3 separate regions of the Mus musculus genome follow, and all the other regions are linked to region 1. The links are chromatin contacts, called in public ChIA-PET and HiChIP or PLAC-seq maps. All regions are on one chromosome and are shown on one strand. The core of a region is the stretch at or near the end of the contact, and the rest is flanking DNA. Distances in the headings are between cores, read along the strand shown. Region 1 holds the start of Mt1 (metallothionein 1). Region 2 has its middle 18 kb from the start of Mt4. Region 3 holds the start of Mt4 (metallothionein 4).

Evidence for each region. ChIA-PET counts read pairs in DNA pulled down with a chosen protein or histone mark. HiChIP or PLAC-seq counts read pairs in DNA pulled down with a chosen protein or histone mark.
Region 2: an RNA polymerase II ChIA-PET map of neural stem cells shows a contact between it and region 1, with 10 read pairs. The contact joins the enhancer-like site here to the promoter of Mt1 in region 1. A contact is called at or near these places in 18 of 39 promoter capture datasets (the 3T3-L1 cell line, 3T3-L1-derived adipocytes, the HPC-7 cell line and 12 more), 2 of 15 datasets of contacts at CTCF or cohesin (CD8 T cells and the NIH/3T3 cell line), 57 of 484 Hi-C or Micro-C datasets (the 3T3-L1 cell line, the C10 cell line, the C2C12 cell line and 37 more), 14 of 115 datasets of contacts at active chromatin or transcription factors (the 230-238 cell line, astrocytes, bone marrow-derived dendritic cells and 8 more) and 4 of 9 other capture datasets (adipose tissue, embryonic stem cells, liver and 1 more).
Region 3: a contact with region 1 is called in an H3K27ac HiChIP or PLAC-seq map of embryonic stem cells, with 8 read pairs. The contact joins the promoter of Mt4 here to the promoter of Mt1 in region 1. A contact is called at or near these places in 8 of 39 promoter capture datasets (the 3T3-L1 cell line, the HPC-7 cell line, HPC-7-derived erythroid cells and 4 more), 4 of 484 Hi-C or Micro-C datasets (the C2C12 cell line, the HL-1 cell line, embryonic stem cells and 1 more), 7 of 115 datasets of contacts at active chromatin or transcription factors (astrocytes, bone marrow-derived macrophages, embryonic fibroblasts and 3 more) and 3 of 9 other capture datasets (adipose tissue, liver and pancreatic islet).

What each region holds. Positions count from the first base shown.
Region 1 is chr8:94,177,176-94,181,613 of GRCm38.p6, forward strand. It overlaps Mt1 (metallothionein 1), which reads left to right and starts at 1,914. Exons shown (of 3, transcript NM_013602.3): 1 at 1,914-2,163; 2 at 2,648-2,713; 3 at 2,927-3,152. The coding sequence starts at 2,136. The coding sequence ends at 3,018.
Region 2 is chr8:94,117,031-94,121,468 of GRCm38.p6, forward strand. No RefSeq gene overlaps it. Among named protein-coding and RNA genes, the nearest start is that of Mt4, 18 kb to the right of the region's middle. Within about 2 kb of position 2,216, at least 93 of the 459 cell types and tissues checked have an H3K27ac peak or open chromatin away from gene starts, as enhancers often do. A contact at or near this core is called in astrocytes, brain, cerebellum and 10 more, where this site is marked.
Region 3 is chr8:94,135,397-94,139,834 of GRCm38.p6, forward strand. It overlaps Mt4 (metallothionein 4), which reads left to right and starts at 1,808. Exons shown (of 3, transcript NM_008631.3): 1 at 1,808-1,876; 2 at 2,835-2,900; 3 at 3,380-3,635. The coding sequence starts at 1,846. The coding sequence ends at 3,471.

The sequences.
Region 1 (4,438 bases), core at 664-3,163:
GTATGCATCCAGAAAACAAGGAAGAGGCAGAATAAAGGACTTGGGCATCTTTGTGCCAGAGCACACCTCAGCCTGACTTGTACCCTAGGAGCCAGCAGTCCCTGCCTTTGCAGAATCACTGATGTCTCTGACGTGAGATCTCTGCTTAGGAGTTGCCCTTGAGTGCTTGGAATTTGTCTCTAGCCCAGGCTGAAATCCTCTGCTCTTTCCAAGCCCAGTCCTTAGCTACTTAAAACCAGTAAATTCATGAGATCTGGAGAGAACTGACCAACATTAGTCAAGCAAGAATTCTGGTTTTTTTGTTTGTTTGTTTGGTTTTGGTTTTTGGTTTTTCGAGACAGGGTTTCTCTATATAGCCCTAGCTGTCCTGGAACTCACTTTGTTGACCAGGCTGGCCTCGAACTCAGAAATCCGCCTGCCTCTGCCTCCTGAGTGCTGGGATCAAAGGCGTGCGCCACCAACACCCGGCTTGTTTTTTTTTTTTTTTTTTAATCTTTAATCACTTCCTTATTAACTTTTGAAATAGGATCTCATTTGTGTGGCCCTGGCTGGCCTTGAATTTTGCAGAGATCATCTGCCTCTGACTTCTAAGAGCTGAGATTAAAGAGCTACCCTAAGGCAAGAATTTAACTGTATAGATAAAGACTCAGTTCCAAATGAAGGTTTTTTTTTGGATCTTCCCACGCAGAGGGTATTGCTGTGTTGTCTCCTCCAAGAGGAAATATCCGGAGGAAGGAGAAACGCCCTGGGTAATATTATACTACCAAACCAGTGGGTTGATAATAGAAAGACACTTGTATCTAAACCACCATGAAGGAGGAGGAAGAGGAGGAGGGGGGAGGAGGAGAAAAAGGAAGAAGAGAGGAGAAAGAAGGGGAGAAGAACGGAGAAGAGGAGGAAGAAGAGGAGGAAGAGGGAGAGGGGGAAGAGGAGGGGGAAGTGTGTGTGTGGGGGGGGGGAGTGTCATAGCCCAGCACCTGGTGCCTTCTCTGCCTACAGATGAACTTTGTACAGAATCACAGCAAGAGAACGTGGGACAAATACAGGAGCGTTAGTGCCAGGCAGTGCTGGTTCACAGCCGTTGTACTACTGACTGGATATATGGCCTGGGCAAGTCACTGAACCTCTGAATCCTCTGTCCTTGTGTGTAAATAGAATTTGCATCTCTCTATAGGTATTAAATGAGAAATTGGTTTAACTCCTGGTTCTGGCATAATAGACATATTGCTGGTGGTGGTTCTACCACAGTTAAGCAAAAACCTGCCCAAAGTCGTATAGCTCAGAAGTGATGGTATGCATGAGCCAACAGTGTAGCTGTTCTCTTGCCCAGGACACAAGGCCTGCCTGACAGCAGACTCTAATGTTACTCAAAATCAGAAGCATTAAAAAAAAAAGAAAGAAAGAAATAGCTGACTTTATTTTTTTTATCTAATGCAGTCCCCACCTAAAATGATCTCTCTGGAGGGAGGGTACCTTGGTTTTTAAAACCAGCCTGGAGTAGAGCAGATGGGTTAAGGTGAGTGACCCCTCAGCCCTGGACATTCTTAGATGAGCCCCCTCAGGAGTAGAGAATAATGTTGAGATGAGTTCTGTTGGCTAAAATAATCAAGGCTAGTCTTTATAAAACTGTCTCCTCTTCTCCTAGCTTCGATCCAGAGAGAGACCTGGGCGGAGCTGGTCGCTGCTCAGGAACTCCAGGAAAGGAGAAGCTGAGGTTACCACGCTGCGAATGGGTTTACGGAGATAGCTGGCTTTCCGGGGTGAGTTCTCGTAAACTCCAGAGCAGCGATAGGCCGTAATATCGGGGAAAGCACTATAGGGACATGATGTTCCACACGTCACATGGGTCGTCCTATCCGAGCCAGTCGTGCCAAAGGGGCGGTCCCGCTGTGCACACTGGCGCTCCAGGGAGCTCTGCACTCCGCCCGAAAAGTGCGCTCGGCTCTGCCAAGGACGCGGGGCGCGTGACTATGCGTGGGCTGGAGCAACCGCCTGCTGGGTGCAAACCCTTTGCGCCCGGACTCGTCCAACGACTATAAAGAGGGCAGGCTGTCCTCTAAGCGTCACCACGACTTCAACGTCCTGAGTACCTTCTCCTCACTTACTCCGTAGCTCCAGCTTCACCAGATCTCGGAATGGACCCCAACTGCTCCTGCTCCACCGGTAAGACTCCCGATCCTTGGTCTTTAGAATACCAAGTTGGGACCGCAGAGCGGAATCCCCGAGTTGTAGAGGCTTGGCGGGAATAGGCACCTTTAGTTGGCGATTCATTCCGGTTCTTTCTAGAATCCGCTCTTGCAAAAGCCTTCATTAGTTACGAGTATTGTCGAACGGGTCCTTTGGCGGGGTTGGGGCTAGGATTTAGACGCGCAAATGTCCGGTTCCTGATCACCCAGTTAGTGGGGACATCTGGGTTGAGTCCCAGGCATTACTAAACTTACTGTGAATTGCTTGAATTAAGAAAGAGGTGAAGGACCTTTATGTCTTGGGACTCAAAGACATAATCCCTGACTTAACCTGTGAGGAGAAAAGTGGGGCTAGGCTCCCTGCAGCTCCGAGGAGGACTTAGTGAACTGAGCCGGGACTCGTGGTGTTGGCCACTGCTGTAATGCTGCCTCCCTCATGCTGTCTTCTTTCTCCTCCCCAGGCGGCTCCTGCACTTGCACCAGCTCCTGCGCCTGCAAGAACTGCAAGTGCACCTCCTGCAAGAAGAGTGAGTTGGGACACCTTGGGTGGCGGCTAAGGCTAGGGGCGGGGAACTCCTACAAAACTGGCTCTGAGAAATGTCCTTTGCTTCCCGGAGGCCATTGTATTGTCTCGGGGACAGAACTATACAGAGAACTATTTAAAAAAACCGAGGTCTTCTCTGTTGGGGACAGGAAGCAGAGGTCTTCAGCCAGGCTGACCTCTTCCTCCTCCTTTCTAGGCTGCTGCTCCTGCTGTCCCGTGGGCTGCTCCAAATGTGCCCAGGGCTGTGTCTGCAAAGGCGCCGCGGACAAGTGCACGTGCTGTGCCTGATGTGACGAACAGCGCTGCCACCACGTGTAAATAGTATCGGACCAACCCAGCGTCTTCCTATACAGTTCCACCCTGTTTACTAAACCCCCGTTTTCTACCGAGTACGTGAATAATAAAAGCCTGTTTGAGTCTAACTCTGGTTTTCTTGGTGTGGTTTGGCAATAAGAAACTGGGGTGACTTGATAGTCTGGGGATCTGGTTTTGGACCCCCTCGTGCCTTTACCTCCCGCCTCTGGCCCTCACAGAGGGGTAATGTCTTTGGGTAAAGCCAAGCTATCCCATAAGCTTCCTCATGGAAAACAGCTGTGTGCCTGGTCAGGTCTTGTGTTAGGGGAAGGGAGGGAGGGAGGGTGGTCCTGGAAGACTTGATGTCCCATCCTGGAAGCACAGAAAATCTTATCATTTATATTCTCTTTGGATTCTGGTTTCCTCTCACATTGTTGGGTATAAGGAGGTGGGTATGAAAATTAACATAGGGTGTCTCGTATGCTAGGCAGGGACTAACACTGAACTAGATTCCAGAGGGGCTTTCTTGGCTGTTTTGACACAAGTTGCTTACCTTGTCCTAGAACTCATTCTGCAGTCCAGTCTGACCTTGAGTTTTTGATTCTCCTGCCTCAGCTTCCCAAGTACCTGGGATTACAGGAGTGACTGTGTCACCAGGCCATCTCCTATTCAGCCACCAAATGCAGACACTATTGCATATGCCATCAAGATTTTGCTGAAAGGACCCTGATAAAGCTGTCTCCTGTGAGGCTTTGCCAGTGCCCAGCAAACACAGAAGTGGATGCTCACAGTCAGCTATTGGATGGAACACAGGGCCCCCAATGGAGGAGCTAGAGAAAGTACCCAAGGAGCTAAAGGGATCTGCAACCCTATAGGTGGAACAGCAATCTGAACTAACCAGTACCCCCTGAACTCGTGTATCTAGCTTCGTATGTAGCAGAAGATGGCCTAGTTGGCCATCACTGGGAAGAGAGGACCCTTGGTCTAGCAAACTATATGCCCCAGTTCAGGGGAAAGCCAGGGCCAAGAAGTGGGAGTGAGTGGGTAGGGGAGCGGGGTGGGGGTAGGGGTGGGGTATAGGGGACTTTTGGGATAGCATTTGAAATATAAACGAAGAAAATATCCAAAAAAAAAAAGATGGAAAAAAAAGTGATAAAGAGCGTGGGTCCTGCCTGTAATCAAGATATTTGAGATGTAGCAGCAGGAAGGCCAGGAATTCAAGGCTAGGTATTAAGTTTTTTTTTTTTTTTTAAAGATTTATTTATTTATTATATGTAAGTACACTGTAGCTGTCTTCAGACACTCCAGAAGAGGGAGTCAGATCTTGTTACGGATGGTTGTGAGCCACCATGTGGTTGCTGGGATTTGAACTCCTGACCTTCGGAAGAGCAGTCGGGTGCTCTTACCCACTGAG
Region 2 (4,438 bases), core at 966-3,465, 60 kb before region 1:
ACATATATACATGGTGCACATACATACCTGGTGTATATACATACATGGTGCATATACATACAAGCAGGCAAGACACTCACCACTCACTAAAACTATTCACCCTAGGCACTAACCTTTGTGAGGTGTGTATAATGCTCTCTTTCTTTTCTTTCCTGTATGCATTAAGGCCAGAAAGGACTTCCTTTTTTGTAGAGAATCTAAAAGCTGTCTTTTTGGGGACCCCAGGCTAGAGTACCTGTCACTCTAGTGAGCAGAGGATGCTGGAATGCATCTTTAAAAAAAAAGATTGATTGATTGATTGATGATTGATTGATTGATTGATTGATTTCATGTATATGAGTACTCTGTCTTCATGTACACCAGAAGACATCAGGTCCCATTACAGATGGTCATGAGTCACCATGTGGTTGCTCGGAATTAAACTCAGGACCTGTGGAAGAGCAGCCAGTGCTCTTAACCACTGAGCCATCTCTCCAGCCCACATCTTTCCTTCTTGTTCTGTGTGCCTGGGCAACTCTCTGGGTTTCAGTTTCCCCACCACCAGGTTTCTTGCAGCCCTTATTCATTATGCCAGTGAAAAGTTGCCCCAAGCCTGAGTGACACTGCTGCCCCTGCCTGTTCCTGCTCTTCGCATTTCTGCCTTATTTGCACTGCCTTTGACTGCAGTCTTCTCCTCAATGCTGGGGAGGGTTTTGTGTCCTCTCTCTGGAGTCTGCTCTGCCCACTCCACTGTATACAGCACACGAACCCCACCCCTAGCACTTTTGTTTGTTTCGGACAGGGTCTTGCTGTGTAGCCCAGGCTTGCCTTGACTTCTCTGAACATTCCAAACTGGTCTTGAACTTGTGACAGTCCTCTTGCCCCAGTCCCTGGAGTGCCTTCACCACCCTATTGTGCCTTTCCACCAACTGCTAAGTCCTCTTCTTATTCTACGCCCTTGTCTCTGTACATTGTACCATATATCACCTTCTCACAAACCATACGGTCAGTTCAGTGCCCTTGTCTCTGTACTCTGTACCATATATCACCTTCTCACAAACCATACGGTCAGTTCAGTGATTGACTTCTTCATCCTGCCCTCCCTCTGAATGTAAATTCTACAAGAGCACAGACACTCCTCACTTTTGCTCCTGACGATTCTCACCTGTGCATACTTTGCCTTTCCCCAGTTGATGTTACACCTTCTAGACCCTTCCATCTCCAGACATATAATAAACCTTGTGTTTTTAAGAACTAACATTCCATTGCAGCAACTTAATTCATTGAACCCATTTCCCATTGTCATGGTCATTTAGGCCTTTCCTAATCCCTTAAAAGCAAGATGGCACTGGGCAGCACCCATTTCCTTGTACAGGATGTGTAAATAAACTCATAGGCAGCTTGCGACAAGCAGAGTTGCTTTGTGAATGTTCTGGTATGGTTCATGTTTTGGGGAACCTGTGTCTAGACACATCTACTTCCCTACAGACTCCCCATGAGCCTGCCTTTAATTTTTGAATCTCTGCTTAGCATACAGACCATTGAAATTCTATCTGAATGTCACTTTAATTTGCATTTCTATTATCATAATGGAGATGAGTATCTCTCTGGTTCTAACTGATATTTGCATTATTTTTTCCTCGGTGATTTTTCTGGATAGTACACAAACTCACCTTTCCCCCTGGGGAACCCTTTAGTCCCTTGTCTCCAGCTGAGCCCTTTGGAGACCTGTACCTCTGCTGCATCTAGATCACTGTTTGTCTTATCATGCCCAAAGCTTCCACTCTAATTTTTCAGTGTTGTGGACTGAACTCAGTGACCCTCCCCACCCCCACATTTTAGGGAAGTGCTCTACCTTTGAGCTACATCCTTGGCCCAGCTTAGCTCTTCTGGCTCTTCTAGCTATACAGCCAAAGGTGATCATTAACCCCAGCTGTTGCATCCAGGACTCCCTGTACCTCCTCCTGTCTGCCTGTCCCATCCCATGCTGGTCCTAAGAATCTGCAGCATGCCTGCCTGCCCACATCAGAGAAACAAAACTTCCCGGAGGCTCTGCATTTCTCTTTTTGTTAGGAAAAGAACAGTTCGTTCACCAACAGGCCCTAAAACGCCCTTTTGTGCTACATCCATTCCAGGAGCCTTTTCAGTGTTTCTCTGAAAGAGAAAAGCATCGCAGGATGCTGGCATCCTAAGAATCCTGGTTAATGAGCTGCAGGCGCCCTGGTCCCATCAGTAGGCTAGCCACGTGCACAGCCAAGCTTCAGCTCCTCCCACCCAGTTGGCTGTGATACCCATGTGTACTGCAGAGATAGGACTTTACTTTTGCTCCTCTGGCATGCTCAAGGAAAGCTCCACAGAACATCTTTTCCTCCCTGCTATGTGGCTAGGGTAGGTTGCCTCTTAGCTGTCAGTTAGTATCTTGTGTTTTGTTTTTTGTTTTCAAGACAGATACATAAACATTCAGGCAAAATACCCACATGCATATAATAATTCTTTTGTTTTGTTTTGTTTGTTGTTTTTTGAGACAAGGTTTCTCTGTGTAGCCCTGGCTGTCCTGGAACTCACTCTGTAGACCAGGCTGCCCTCAAACTCAGAAATCTGCCTGCCTTTCCTCCCAAGTGCTGGGATTAAAGGCATGCACCACCACTGCCCCGCTGTCAGTCAGTATCTTAACCATACTTTCAACAAGCACAGAGCCCAGGCTTTGGACCTACATAATAGGGATTTAAACCCTCACTCTGCAGTGAGTGGATGATCTCTTCACACTAATATTCTTGTCCCAGATATAGACGTACGTGCAAAGGACCCGCTTTTGCTGGAGTTGATCACTTACTTGCAAGTGTGATGTTGGGACTAGAGTTAGAAGTGATTGGCCAGGCTTCTCCTCTAAGGACAGAACACCAAGGAAATAATTGGGTGTGGTGGTGCATGTATGTAATCCCAAAATTTGGGAGGTAGGAGGGAAAGGATTTGGAGTTCAAGGATAGCCACAGCTATATAGTGAGTTTGAGGCTAGCCTGGACTCCATGAAACCCTGCCCCCTGCAAAAAAGACTAAACTAACACACACACACACACACACACACACACACACACAGAGAGAGAGAGAGAGAGAGAGAGAGAGAGAGAGAGAGACAGACCAGACCAGACCGGGAACACGTGGAGAGAGAGCAGGGAGGGGAATGGGGAAAGAAGGGACAGAGAGGGTAAGAGAGTAAAAGAGCAAGAGAGAGAGAGAGAGAGGGGGAGAGAGGAGGGGGCAAACAGCCCCTTTCACAGTGAGTCAGGCATACCTGGCTCTTGCCAGGTAACTGTGGGGCGGAGCCTAGGCGGACCGCTAACAAAAGGGGCCCACTGAGTATCTGGGTCAAGAAAGAGCACAGGCTGCTGTGGACACAACTGTTCTAACATGTTCCCTGCGACCCCATAGCATAGGGCAGCAAGCTTGTAACTCCTCTGGGCCAGGCCCCTGACTTTCGGGCGGGCGAGGCATATGAATGGCAGAACTTTAATGAAAAGCCCTTTGAAATCTGCCTTCTGAGCATCTATGTGCTTAGATCTTTGGCCTGGGGAGTTTCTTTCTTTCTTTCCTTCTTCCTTTCTTTTTAAATTTGAAAATAGATTCTTCTCTCATACAATGCATCCTGACCCTCTTTCCCTTCAGGAAGAAGCAGGCCTCCAGGAGACATCAACCAAACACCACAAAACAAGATATAATTAAGACAAGACAAAAGCGCCGGGCAGTGGTGGCACACGCCTTTAATCCCAGCACTTGGGAGGCAGAGGCAGGCAGATTTCTGAGTTTGAGGCCAGCCTGATCTGCAAAGTGAGTTCCAGGACAGCCAGGGCTATACAGAGAAACCCTGTCTCAAAAAACAAACAAACAAACAAAAGACAAGACAAAAGCCCCCTCATATTGTGGATGGATAAGGACAATAGGAGGACAATAATCTTAGGAGCAGGAAAAAAGAGTCAAAGACACACCCGATCCACTTCCATTGTTAGGGGTCCCACAAAAAGAGCAGGGTGTGGGGGCACATGCCTTTAATCCCAGCACTCAGGAGGCAGAGGCAGGTGAATAGTTGAGTTCAAGGCCTTCTAGGTCTACAGAGAAACCCTGTTTCAAAAAACAAAAAACAAAACAAAATAAAAAATAAAAAATAAAAACCTTATAACCAGTCGGTAGCAATGTACGCCTTTAATCAGGCCAATCTCTGTTTGAAGCCAACCTGGGGTACATAATGAGCTCTAGAACAGCCAGGGAAACCTCAGTTCCTAAAGAAAAAAAAAAAAAGCCCACAAACCCACCAAACTAAGAACCATAATGTATACACAGAGGACCTAATACAGGCCCATGCAGATCACATGCTTGCGGCTTCCATCTCCTGAGCCCACATGAGCCCTGCTTAGTTGACTCAATGGGCCATGTTCCTCTGGTGCCCTCCATTCCCTCTGGCTCC
Region 3 (4,438 bases), core at 558-3,057, 42 kb before region 1:
TCAGATCCTCAAGCTTGATAGCTAGTGCTGTCCTGCCAGCACAACACGGATTTCTGTGCGTGAGTTGAAGCTATGCTTCTAGTCATTTGTTTCCTCAGGGCGGATTTGTTTCTGACCACTAGCTTCCATCAGGAGCTGTGAGAATGCAGAGAATGGGCAGAGCAGTGAGCTACGCCTGGTGTGCTCTTTCTCAGACCCCGGGCCAGCCTGGATGTGACTTAGCCTGGACCAGACCAGCAAGTGTTACACTGTTTCAACCTGCACAGCCCAGGAATTAAGAAATATCGAAGTATTAAGGCATTGGGATTTACTATTGTCGATTGATTGGCCTTGAGCAACATCACAACATCATCCAAAGAGGATGTTGGCACCGTTGCTGGCACAGGTGGCATCGAGCTAAGAGAGATGGCTTAGACAAGTAGAGGGACATGCCTTGCCCTCTCTGGGCTTGTTCCATGGGCCAGGCTCTTGTTGGTATTAATACCTGCTAGAGGCAGGGAACATTGACTGTGCCACAGATGGGCTGGCATAAACTCCCATTGCAGGCCCAGAAAGACTGAGAACAGCCCACAAGCCAGCATGAAGTTCCTGAGCTGGACTGCACTCCTGACTCTCAACCATAAGCTCTGGCTTTAATCAGCACTGGGTCCCCAGCATCTAGCACAGCGCAGTGCAGGTCCTTGGAAAGTAAAGAATAAAAGAGTGGGTGTCTGCAGGGACCATCTCTGTACCAGCACGGTGTCATCTCTACTTCTGACATTGACTCCTGATGACTATGATGCCAGTACATTTCCCCTCACTAGATATTCTCAGCTCAAGTTCATGGTATCGGGGGGTCAGGCTGAGTCCTGACTGATGGAGATGAACTGAGAACAGGGAGGAAGTATTACATGGGCTGAATGGGAAAACCACTTTTCATCAGAGTCCATCTTTCCTTTGTTCACTTTCCAGTTCACATCTTCAGTCATCTGTTACGTCATCTGACTCATTCATCTATTCATTCCTTCGCACATCCAGCATCCACAAACCCTCGTGCAAGACTGGGAAGGGGCAGAGCTGCTTTAGCACACGAATAAATCATCGCGTAGCAGAGCAAGTAACATGAGATGTGTGTACACATATTATCAAGGGACACACACAGGGAGGGGAGATGGAGGGAGGAAGGAAGAGGGAAGGGGGGAGAGAGAGAGAGAGATCACTACAGCTCCAACATTTCTTCATGGGGCATTCCATCATCCACTGGGCACTTTGCACGCTATGAAAGGTAGGTAGCTGCCTTACCAAAGCCTGGGGATGGGATAGAAGTTGGGGCTGGTTAAGGAGCCCCACCAAGTCTTCTCTTCTTTCCCTCCATGTGTGGTCTAGAAGGAAAGGTTCCCAGTCCAGGTGGGCACATTCCCTGTGCTTTCCCACTGTCTATGATGAGGCCTTTAAAGACCAACAACCATGGGAAAGAATGAAGCTCTGAGCCTAGGCAGGAGTGGCCCCAGGAAGGAGGAATAGAAGTGGCAGCTAACCCTGTGCAGCTGGATGTGTGCTGCTATGAGCCCTCCATGAGTGCCACGGGAACCTCACCTGGCTTCCTTAACACTATGGCAGGGAAGCAGGTGGGGCAGGCTTAGCCCTTTGTGAAAGCCTCCTAAACGACCAAACAACTCTACCTGCCCTCTGCCCTCTGCTGCCTGCCCTCCCTAGCCCTGAGCGTCTCACTGGGCCGTGTGCAGGGCGTCTGGCCCCAGGGAGAGGTGGGGTGAGTTGTAGTCCACACCTACACAACTATAAAGAGGGTGCCTGCAGCAGCTGCTGCCTCAGCCTCCCTTTCTTAGCTGCTCACACACCTGGACCATGGACCCTGGGGAATGCACGTGTATGTCTGGTAAGTAAGGAAGCCCTGTTAGGGAATCTTATAACTTTACCCCCTTTTATAGACCTCTGTGTCCTCCTTTGCAAACCGGGGTTATTCAACTCTGGGTGGCTCCTGTACTATGGAGCCTATGGAAAGGTTAAAATTAGCAAGCCGGGGGTTGGTGGGGTGGGGTGGATGCTTAGAGGCTTAGCTGTGCTCTCCAGTCAGTAAAAGTCAGTTGTAGTGGAACATGCTAGCACTCAGAAGGCTGAGCAGGAGGAGGAGGACCCTGTGTTCAAAGCCATTCTGGGTTGCTTGGTGCTGGGAAGAATGTTGCCCAGAAGGTGGGAGATCAATCGGGGTTCAAAACAGCCCTGTATGTTCTCAGCCTTGAAAATTGTCGCCTAAGAGTTTCAAATGTATCCTTCATCCTTAACAGTAGAGGTCTGTCCCCTAAATTTGGAAAAGATACAGAAAATTTGAGTGTTCTCAAACTGAATGTGACAGACAGGATGAGTTGAGAGAAACAAAGAAGTGTGAGTCCCTTTTATGAAATAAAAGCAAGGTATAGAGGCCCCTGGGGTCTCTGCTTTCCTTTCTGCTTTCCGTTCAGGTTTTCCATCTGGCCTTGTCAAGAAGAGGCTATGATGCCCTTGATGGTTGTCCTTGTCTGGGGTTGGCCTTGTCTGTTAGTGCTAAATGGACATCTGTACCACCTGTGTTTTTAAATGACAGATTCTTTCACCCACCCAGAGTGGGGCTTGGGGTCTTTGTCACAGGAAACCTGGTTTGAGCCAATGCTGCCCTTCCTGCTCCCGGTCCCCATCCATGACTTGTCACTAGAACCACTGACCTATCCACAGTCCTGGGGTGATGCTCAGCAACAGCAATACCCTCTTGTCTAGCCACTCCCCCACACCCACACGCACACCAAGGAGCATCTGTAGCCGTAGCCCCATGCTCACCTGATCTCTGTCCTCGCTCCTAGGAGGGATCTGCATCTGCGGAGATAATTGCAAATGCACAACCTGCAGCTGTAAAACCTGTCGTAAAAGTGAGTATGGTCACCTGGACACTGCCAGATGCGAGTGGGAATAGCCCCATCCCTCGATGGTGCCCGTGAGGGCAGTGCAGGGATCCTTTTTCTCAGTGGGGGTGGGGGGATATGATATGACACCCAAGGAGACATGGGACAAAGCTCCTTAGGACTGCAGCCCACCCAGCTCTAAGGACATCCATGGTGTTTGGAGCATGGTATTGGTTCTGTCCAGCCCAGTGAGGAGGAGGATAAAGTCTTGGTTTGGAGGAATGAACCCTGGCTTCTAATCTTGTTTCTGTCATGGCTGTGACCTTTGAAAAGCCCACCCTCTGTCTAGAGCTCTAATGGACCCTAGAGGACCTCTGAGGTCCCTTCTTGCTCTCATATCCCACAGTCTCCTGGCCCAGGGTTTCCTGCTGCTTCCCCTAAGGTGTTGGGGGGAGGGCGGGAAGTGAAGAGCCATGACTCATCTGTCCATCTCCTAATTTTTTCAGGCTGCTGTCCCTGCTGTCCCCCAGGCTGTGCCAAGTGTGCCCGGGGCTGCATCTGCAAAGGGGGTTCAGACAAGTGCAGCTGCTGTCCCTGAAACCCACCTATGGCAGCGGGAGAGATCCTGGGAAGTGACTACACAGTACCTGAGTCAAGGGATTTAATTTGTATAATAAATTGTACTTTTTATATGTGTGCCCACATGCGGGGCAGGTGATGTCCATGTAAAGTTCTTGGAGTAATAAAGTTTCCATTCATGGCTGTCTGGTGGCTCAGAGTATTGTTTAACCCTAACCCTAACCAAGAAGAACCAAGAAGGGCTGGCTCTATCGCAGACCCTCTAGCAGCCCACCGGAACCCCACTCACACGTGGCTGCTCATTGCTGCTCACTTTAAGGCGCTGCAACTGTGCCTGGGGCTTTCTCCCACTTTACAAACACAGGGCAGCCATGAGGACAGGAGGGTTCATGGCTTTGAGAACAATTCCTAACCAACACCAAGCACAGGAGAGTTTATGGCCCTGGGAACACTTCCTAACCAACACCAAACAAAACCCAGCATTTCTACAGTCTTCCAGAAGTCTACAGTGGCGCTGAGCTCCAGCAGCTCACAGCTAACGCTCTTAGGCTGCCTTCCTTGCCCCATATCATGGTCCTCAGCTAGAGCTTTCTGGGATCCCCACTCAAAGAACCTTTGTCTTGTCTTGTCTTGTTGAGATAAGGTTTCTCTGTGTAGCTCTGGCTGACCTAGAACTCTATAGACCAGGCTGGCCTGAGACTCAAGAGTTCCACCTGCCTCTGCCTCCCGAGTACTGTGATTAAAAGTATACACCATCACCTGGGGCCCAAAGAAACCCTCTGAGTGAAGATCCGTCATGGTGCATGTCTGTCTTAACCTGACTAGCCTGGCCTGATCTTGACCCAGGTAAACTCACCCAGCAAAAAGCTTCAAGGTCCTGAGCTCTGACCAGTCATGAACAGAGCCTGTAGCCTGGGGGTGGGGGTGGGGCAAACAGTGGCAGCACCAACACACAGTTAGAGTTTAGCTACTTGGGCCAGCATGAG